2 separate regions of the Mus musculus genome follow, and region 1 is linked to region 2. Evidence: chromatin contacts called from public HiChIP or PLAC-seq data. All regions are on one chromosome and are shown on one strand. Each heading gives the region's core, a stretch centred on a gene start, on an enhancer-like site or on the middle of the called end of the contact. The rest is flanking DNA. Distances are from core to core; before and after follow the strand shown.

What was found. HiChIP or PLAC-seq counts read pairs in DNA pulled down with a chosen protein or histone mark.
Region 1: an H3K4me3 HiChIP or PLAC-seq map of the SCID.adh cell line shows a contact between it and region 2, with 11 read pairs. The contact joins the enhancer-like site here to the promoter of Clint1 in region 2. A contact is called at or near these places in 3 of 39 promoter capture datasets (liver and stem cell-derived epiblast-like cells), 3 of 115 datasets of contacts at active chromatin or transcription factors (the SCID.adh cell line and embryonic stem cells) and 3 of 9 other capture datasets (adipose tissue, liver and pancreatic islet).

What each region holds. Positions count from the first base shown.
Region 1 is chr11:45,924,626-45,928,381 of GRCm38.p6, reverse strand. It overlaps Lsm11 (U7 snRNP-specific Sm-like protein LSM11), which reads left to right. Exons shown (of 4, transcript NM_028185.2): 4 at 1-113. Among named protein-coding and RNA genes, the nearest start is that of Lsm11, 18 kb to the left of the region's middle. Within about 2 kb of position 1,636, at least 112 of the 459 cell types and tissues checked have an H3K27ac peak or open chromatin away from gene starts, as enhancers often do. A contact at or near this core is called in the SCID.adh cell line, adipose tissue and liver, where this site is marked.
Region 2 is chr11:45,849,430-45,853,372 of GRCm38.p6, reverse strand. Clint1 (clathrin interactor 1) reads right to left here and starts at 1,404. Exons shown (of 12, transcript NM_001045520.4): 1 at 1,181-1,404. The coding sequence starts at 1,221.

The DNA.
Region 1 (3,756 bases), core at 387-2,886, 75 kb before region 2:
TAACGGAGACCCTTCTTGTTGAAGGGGCCTGCTGCTAGTAACCTTTGCAATGTTCTGCTTTTAATATGTGTCAAATGGGAGTCTGGAAACTGTAATAAAGATGATTGTATCCATTTGCTTGCTGCTTGGTCTCTGCTAACTTGGGGAGAATCCTGGAGAAATTTCGGGTCTATTACCAAGAGAAGACACACATCTAGAAAGTGAAATTATTACAAGCAGGGGCTGGAGAAATGGCTCAACAGCTAAGAGCTACACCGTTCTAAGGATTGGAGTTCAGATCCATGCACCAGGTAGCAAGTCAGGCATCCCACAATTCCTGTAACCCCAGGTGTAAACCATGGTGGGCAGCAGAGACGAGGGCGCTTACTGGCTTCTAGCCAGGCTCAGGGATGTGACCCCACTTCAAATCAAAGGGGGAGGGTGAAGGAGAACATCTAGTGCCCTAAGCATGGACATAAATGCACACAAATGTGTGTGCTCACACACACACACAGACACATAAATAAATAAACAAGCTTTAGCTAATTGCAGTCCTGCTGTTGTGATCTTGGGCCTTTTTGATACCAAAGCACATCTCTGGAGTCCCATCCTCCAGGCACCTTTGTTCTCCTAAATTTGAGTTCTCCCAACTCTGAGCTGCACTAATCGCCCTATGGACTTCTTCTGCCTGGCCTTCACTGGCATTAGTCCATTCTCCTCATGATCTGGTGAAGTCACCATTAATTCTTATCCTTAGAGGCTTCCAGATATCTGTGAACGAGTCACAGCTTCCCTCTGCATGAAAGCAAGCTGGGTGGCCTGAGGGCTTGCCACGTCGGTGACTTAATCTCTCCTGTGAGCTTTCTCGGTACCCAGTAGGACAGACAAATAAGCAAGTCACTCTGGTTTGGACATGGCATGCATCTGCCATCTCAGCACACTGGAGAGAGTCAGGAATCGGAAGCTAGCCTAGGCTACATAGCTAGATCCAATCTCTAAAGCTCTAAGGACAGTATAGCTTGGTGGTAGAGTGCTTGTCTAGCCTGGGCAAACCCCTGGCTCACTCTCGCTTTCTTCCCCCCCCCCCCAGTCTCTCTGTCTTTCTCTCCTGATTCTTTCTCACATTAACTTGGCATGTTCTAATAGACCTAGGTTAACCTGGGCTCAACTGCATTTGTAAATGCCTAACCACCACAAAAGGGGAGGACGAGGCAAGGCCCACGATTCCCTTGTTTCATACCTCATTATCCAGGGTATGGAAAACCCATAAGTAAATATATCTATCTTTACCTTGGTTTTCCTGAGTAGGATAAGAAAGAACTGGGGGGAGGGGGGGGTGGAATCCTTGCCGGCTAGTCTTGGATAGAACTAAGTATCTTTCTCAGTCTGCTCAGTTGCCACTAGGTGGCAGTGGGTTAAAGAAAACTGCTTCGCTAGCTCTTGGAAGGACCCATGTCTCAGGCAGCGATCCATACTTAAATATGTAGAAGCTTTGACATCAAGGGAAAAAATCAGCTGCGACCCACCCCATGGCAATGTGGGTTGTCGTGGATTGTATTCTTAAGCTCAGCCAGCGCAGCTGCTGTCAGTCAGGGAGGGAAATGACCTTAGAAAAGAATGAGAAGTGTTTCCCAGTATCCCTTACTTCAGGGTGTCGGTCACTATCTCCCCCTGCTGGCAGGAGACTGTGCCTGCACTGCTGTACGGAATCCCTTGTTTCTCCCGCAATTGAAACAATACAGAAACAATTGAAATGATAGATACAGTCTGCAGCGCCCTGTGAAAGCCCAGGTGTGGCAATGGTTGCTACTGAGTGGAGTGACCACTCCAGAACTGGATGCAGACATGTTCATGAGTCAGACGGGCATTTATAATGAACAGAGGAAACCTGTTGTGTTAGATTGGAACAGCCAAGCAACGGGATCGGGGGTTTCGGGTATCAATGCTTATATATATCTTGTAAAGAGAAAGGTTTATCCTACCCCTAATTTTGGAGGTTCCTGCCTGTGATTAGCCCATTGCTCCCGGCCTGTAGTGAGGCAGCCTGCTACAGCAAAGCTCCATCCTCTGTATTTCATAGTGAACTTATTTCCTGCGAGGGTCTTTGGCTCTCAGGAATCACTTCAGTTTCCTCATCTCTAAAATAGGCACACACCATTTTCATCTTTAAAAGCTGGCAGTTGGGGCTGGAGAGATGGCTCAGTGGTTAAGGTGCTTACAGGCCCTCAGAGGACAGAGCTTAGATCCCAGCAACCGTGTCGGTGCCTCACAAGCATCTTTACCTCCAGCTGCAGAGCATCCGATGGCCGACACAGACTCTTACACATAAATAAAAATCAATCTTAAAGCGTTGGTGATGTATCCTGCTAAGCCGACAGAGCACACCCTTGGTGCCCTTTACACTTGAACTTGCTGTGTGATGTTCTGTAGTTTTCTACATTTTTTACCTTGAGACCAGATCCACCACACTGGCACCGTGGCCTCCTTTCTCTCAGCATGCATGTGTTCCTTGGCTCCCCCAAATTCTCTGTGCTCCCTCAATTGGCTCTTCCTGGGTTAAACCTTCAGAAGATCACATATGCTGCGAGTAGAGCCCCGTGCTTCCCCAGGAAGGACATTAGGCTCCATGGGACATTCATTAGTTGGGGTTACAAAAGGGCCATGGGGCACTGGAATGGTAATTTCCTACACGAGACCCCAGTGACCCAGTGAGAGCTAGCTCAGCTGGTCTGAGCATGTGGCTAATGAGGGAAGGGTCACAGATTCACTCCTGTGTGGGCCAATTAGAGTCACGTGGAAAGTACACGCCGGTGGCAGCAAGCAGCAGCTCACACATTAGCTAACTGGTCACCAGGATGGCTTGTCACCAGTTATCATCACTGTCAGAAATCCAAGCAAGTGCTTACATCATCTTTCCTGTGACTGCATGGCCCAATGTGCCCCCACCCTCAACACACACTCAGGTAACTCATGGCGACTTCAGAGTTTCTGCCTTGGTCTCCAGCACACCTCTTGCCCCATATCTATTTAGCTGTTGTTTTCCTTTAAGTTGGCTTGCTTTTTAACTTTGACTTAAAAAGGAGCCGAGAGAGGAAAATTGAGAAATCTGCCCCGGGTCATGTATAGCACATGTAATTATTCAGAATAAAGCCTTCATCTTCCAGCCAGCTCTAAACAGCTCCTGTGCTTGCCACTGTTGTAAAACGTAGATGTAGAGTCGGCGTGTGCTGTGTAACACAGGACAGGAATCAGAAGCCATCGGCAAAGACTGTATTAGGAAGCATTTGCTTCAAAAATAAATAAATTAAATTAAAAGCAACTTGCCACGGTGGGGACGCTCAGGACCAGGGGCCTGAAAGTTTCATAGTCATGCCAGATAAAATGATTATCCTTGCAGGGATCTCCACACCAAAGGCCTTTCTGGAAGTCACTTTTGAGCAGCTATTAAGTTGGAACAAACCCAAGGCTTCTTTTACAAAGCACCTTTTTCTCCAACGTCACAGATTCTGTCCCACCCCCACCCCCCACTGTCTAAAACCTTTGCATAATTTCTTTTTTTTTTTTAGAATTATTTATTTATTTTATTTATATGAGTACACTGTTGCTGTCTTCAGACACTCCAGAAGAGGACATTAGATCCCATTACAGATGGTTGTGAGCCACCATGTGGTTGCTGGGATTTGAACTCAGGACCTTTGGAAGAGCAGTCAGTGCCCTTAACCACTGGGCCATCTCTGTAGCCCGAGTAATTTCTTATATAGCCCACCCCCCAGCTGC
Region 2 (3,943 bases), core at 155-2,654:
CAGTGGGAAAATTGTTCTCTTCAGAAGCACAGACAGGAACGTGTTGTATCACAAATCATCCTAAGGAAACGGAAGCCCCTGGCTCTTCACCCTCATGGACTAAGAGGGCCGCAATGATCTTCATCCTGAACTGGAGAAGACGGGAATTCTACAAAGTTAAGAACTTAGCTCTTTCGGTTCTGAAAACGGTACTCCTTAAGCACTTCCTTGGTAGCAAAGCACCATCAGAAGCGTCAGACAAGTTGCTTTAAAGAATGTTGTTTTCTGGGGTCAAAAAGAGCTTCTATACTTCCTGGTTTCAGGTTAGGTGGGTGGTTCAAAAGAACTGTTTCTTTACCACACTTATTGCATAATCACAAAAACCCAAAAAGGAAGAGGGCTGGTTAAATATTTAAAGTCTTATTTCCTGGTGACCTAAAAGACCTACTGTTATTTTCGATATGCTCAACTTAAAGTGCTAAGGGTTTCTGAGTATACTAAAAGCACTGAGTTATTTTACTCTGAAAGGAGTTAAAAACAGGTCAACAGGATATAAACTGGGCTTTTTTTCTTTTCCTTCACCCTTTAGAGTAATTTTTATTTACATGATTGCCCACCCCAAAAGGAAGTGTAGTGGTAAAGTTAGAGGAAAACAGTCACGGAAAGTTGTCTGGTCATCTGCTTTCACTTAGTGTGACAAACCCGAAGGGCGAGTCTCCTCTTGAGCAACTCCAGCCTGTCCACAGTGACCACTTGTTACACCTCCCACTCACTCCACTGCAGGTTCACTAGAAATTCAAAGGTGTCTACCAAGGTAAAGGGCATACCAGGCCAGGCCTAAGGTGTCTCCGAATTACACCACGGGGGTTACCGGGGACGGGAGCACGCGTCCCCTCGCCCCCAAGCCGGGCCTGGTGTCCAGGAGGCCAAACTCCAAGCTGGGTACGACGATCAAAGCATCTGTCTGCCCGGCGCGGGGTAGGGGCGCGGTGAGGACGTCCCGGGGAGCAGAGACCGGAGCAGGGAGGGGGGTTTTGAGCCGCCAGAGGCTCGGAGACCGAGGCCCAGGCCCGCCGCGGCCGCCGCCTTCACCAGGCCGCAGGGCGGGGGGGCGTGCCGCGTGTCCCCGCGCGCTGGACCACCGTGCGCACGCTCCCCGCCCCCGCCGCGGGGCCGGCCGCAACTGCCCCCCGATACTCACGCTTTGTCCACCAGCTCCCGCACCTTCCACATGTTCAGCATCGCGCCCCGCGCGGCCCGGCCCGCCGCCGCCCGCCGCCACTCTCCACGGACCCCGGGACGCCTCCGCGCCGGGGCTGGTCCAGGTCCGGGTCGCCGCCGCCACCCACCGCCGCGAACTCTCCCTAGCCGGAGCTCCTTCTCCCGGCCACAGCCACGGCGCCGCCAGTGACACGTCGAGACGCGGCCGCACCGGCGCTGCGTGGGGCGGAAGTGGCCGGCTTTCCGCCCGCGCCGCGCGCCGCACGCCGGGAATTGTAGTCCGCGCCCTGCGCCCCCGGAGCGTGAGAGGGCTGAGATCGCTGCGGTTTGGGGACCTCTGACACAGCCTCCGCGTGATTGCCATCACAACAGTTGCAAGACTTACTCGCGCTCACCTTCTTCAGATGTACACATTGATGCTAAGCACGATTACAGAGTGTGATTGGCGTGCGTGTTCTTCATCTACGCACGTGTTTCTGCATTTGCTTCCAAACATATAGGCGTCTATACATCACTGAACCTGGGATTCCAGCCCTGACCAGTGTAGAATTTTATTCTAAATCCTTCCCCACTCTAGTTTTATGATACAATGATTTTATCTGTAGACAGCTACCTAGTACCCTCGTTAAGATAGTTTGTAACAAGCCTCAGAAACTTAGTTCACATTAGTTGGGAAACCAGAAAGCCACCAGTACTCATACACAGCATACCTATATGTGTTTTATGTGATATACCCAAGAACTCTGTGGCTTTGGTTTCTAAAAGCATACATAATTTTTGAGATCTGCTAAAGTAATTTCCACTGATCAGGTTTTTCACTTAATATGTCAGTCAAAACTTGTGATAAAACTTGAAGTAATACTACATTTTGTTTTAGGCAATTCCTTAATTTTTATAAGTTTTACCTGCCCTGGTTGCAGACTGCTTTAATCCTAGCACTCAGAAGGCAGAGGCAGGCGAATCTCAATGCGTTTGAGGACAGTCTAGTTTACATCAGAAGTTCCAGGTCAGCCAGGGTTACACAATAAGACCTTAATTTTTAAGTTATAATTAAAACCTTTAATTAAATGTTATTTATTTGTAAAGAAATAAAATAAAAATTACTTAAATGTTAAAATAAAGTTATATATGTAAATATATATGTATTTATACATATACATTTTTTTAATTAAAAAATAATTCTGCCACTATTTACTGAGCATCTTCAGGGTGTTACAAGCGAGGACTACAGCTGGGGCTCAAGTTCCCTGGGAGCTTAAAGGTCACTGGAGGAGGGACATAACAATCAAGAAAATATTTAATTAGAGAGAATAAGTGCTTGTCAAAACCAAGAACATAATGTTACAGACAACAATGTCAGAGGAAAAACAGCAGAATATTCAGGGCTCTTTGAGGAGATTGAATGTATGCTAAAACTGGAACAATACAAAGGAACTGGCCCTAAGAAGATCAAGAAAAGAATGATTGGGGGAGGGAACACAAGACAAGTAAGATTCACAACGAAGGGCAAACAGTGGCTGTAAATAGCCAAGACCCAGGCCCTCTTATTCCAGATCCTTTAGTCAAGACGTCAGTTTGCATTTACTTGGTTATTGGAAGCAGCTTTGAAAGCACTCCAGTATGGTCCCGAAAAAGAAGCAAACAAAACTGAGAACCTCAGAGTGCAGAAACCAAAACAAAGCTGACTCACATATTCCTTAAGATAGGGGCTCTAGAGATCAAGCTAAGTCAGTTGGAGCCATAGGTTGGGAAAGGAGGCAAAGGGGTGCAGAGGTAATTGGAGAACCAGAGCTTTCAAAAAAAAAAAAAAAAGTGTAATTTTCCTCTTGAAAGTATTGTCCAGCCCAAGGTTCAAAGGCAGGAATGCGGCCAGGGCAGATAAGAGAAACTGCTTTGCATCAATAAGAGCTCAACAAGTTAACTTTCAGACAGGCCAGTCATGAGGACACCTGCAGAATGAACTCGGCACAAAACAAGCAGTGTCCATACCCTGGGCAGTGCACAGCTGGCCTCAACATTTAACCACCAAGCACAATGTGAGCATCTGATACTCTCAATCAGACTTCATCTGAGGTGTCACCTGTGGCATGTTTACAGCCCACTGGGGCCATCTAGAACCCTTCCTGCCCAGCTGTCACTCGAGAGAGCTCCCCAAAGGGAGTTTGTTTAAAAGGTGGTCTCCTGAGATTAATCATTTGCATATCAGCTGAGTGCTCCATTTTTACCTTTTTATCATGCAAGTTTGGGAGCAGTTTCCACAGTAACTTCTTTATAGCGACTTAAATGTCCAGGATAGAAAAATAAATGAGAAGGTGCCTTGCCCATCCCTCCTCAGGAAAATATATTTTTCACTAACTGAACCAACGCTTTGAAGTAAGACTAAACTATTATGTGCTTTGAAAGCCAACATACTCAGCTCTGTTGCATGCCATGAGCAGTCACAGACAATGGACACCTACTGCCTAGTCCAGGTGGTTGGCTCTCAAATGGTTCCTAGGAGAGGTTCTATTCACGGAGCCCAATATGGCAGCCATGGGACAACACTTTTACCAAAGATCACAGTTGGGATCTCGGATTCCCAGGTTCCTAGCTTCTTATTCAAATAAGTAAAATAAGGGCTTACACTGATTTTCAAAGCATCAAGAAAACTTCATTTAAAGCAAAGTGATAGAAAAGATTAGAATACACTGCTAGGCAGCAGCGGGCTATGAGAGTGAAGGACTTCAGGACTCTGATTCATGCT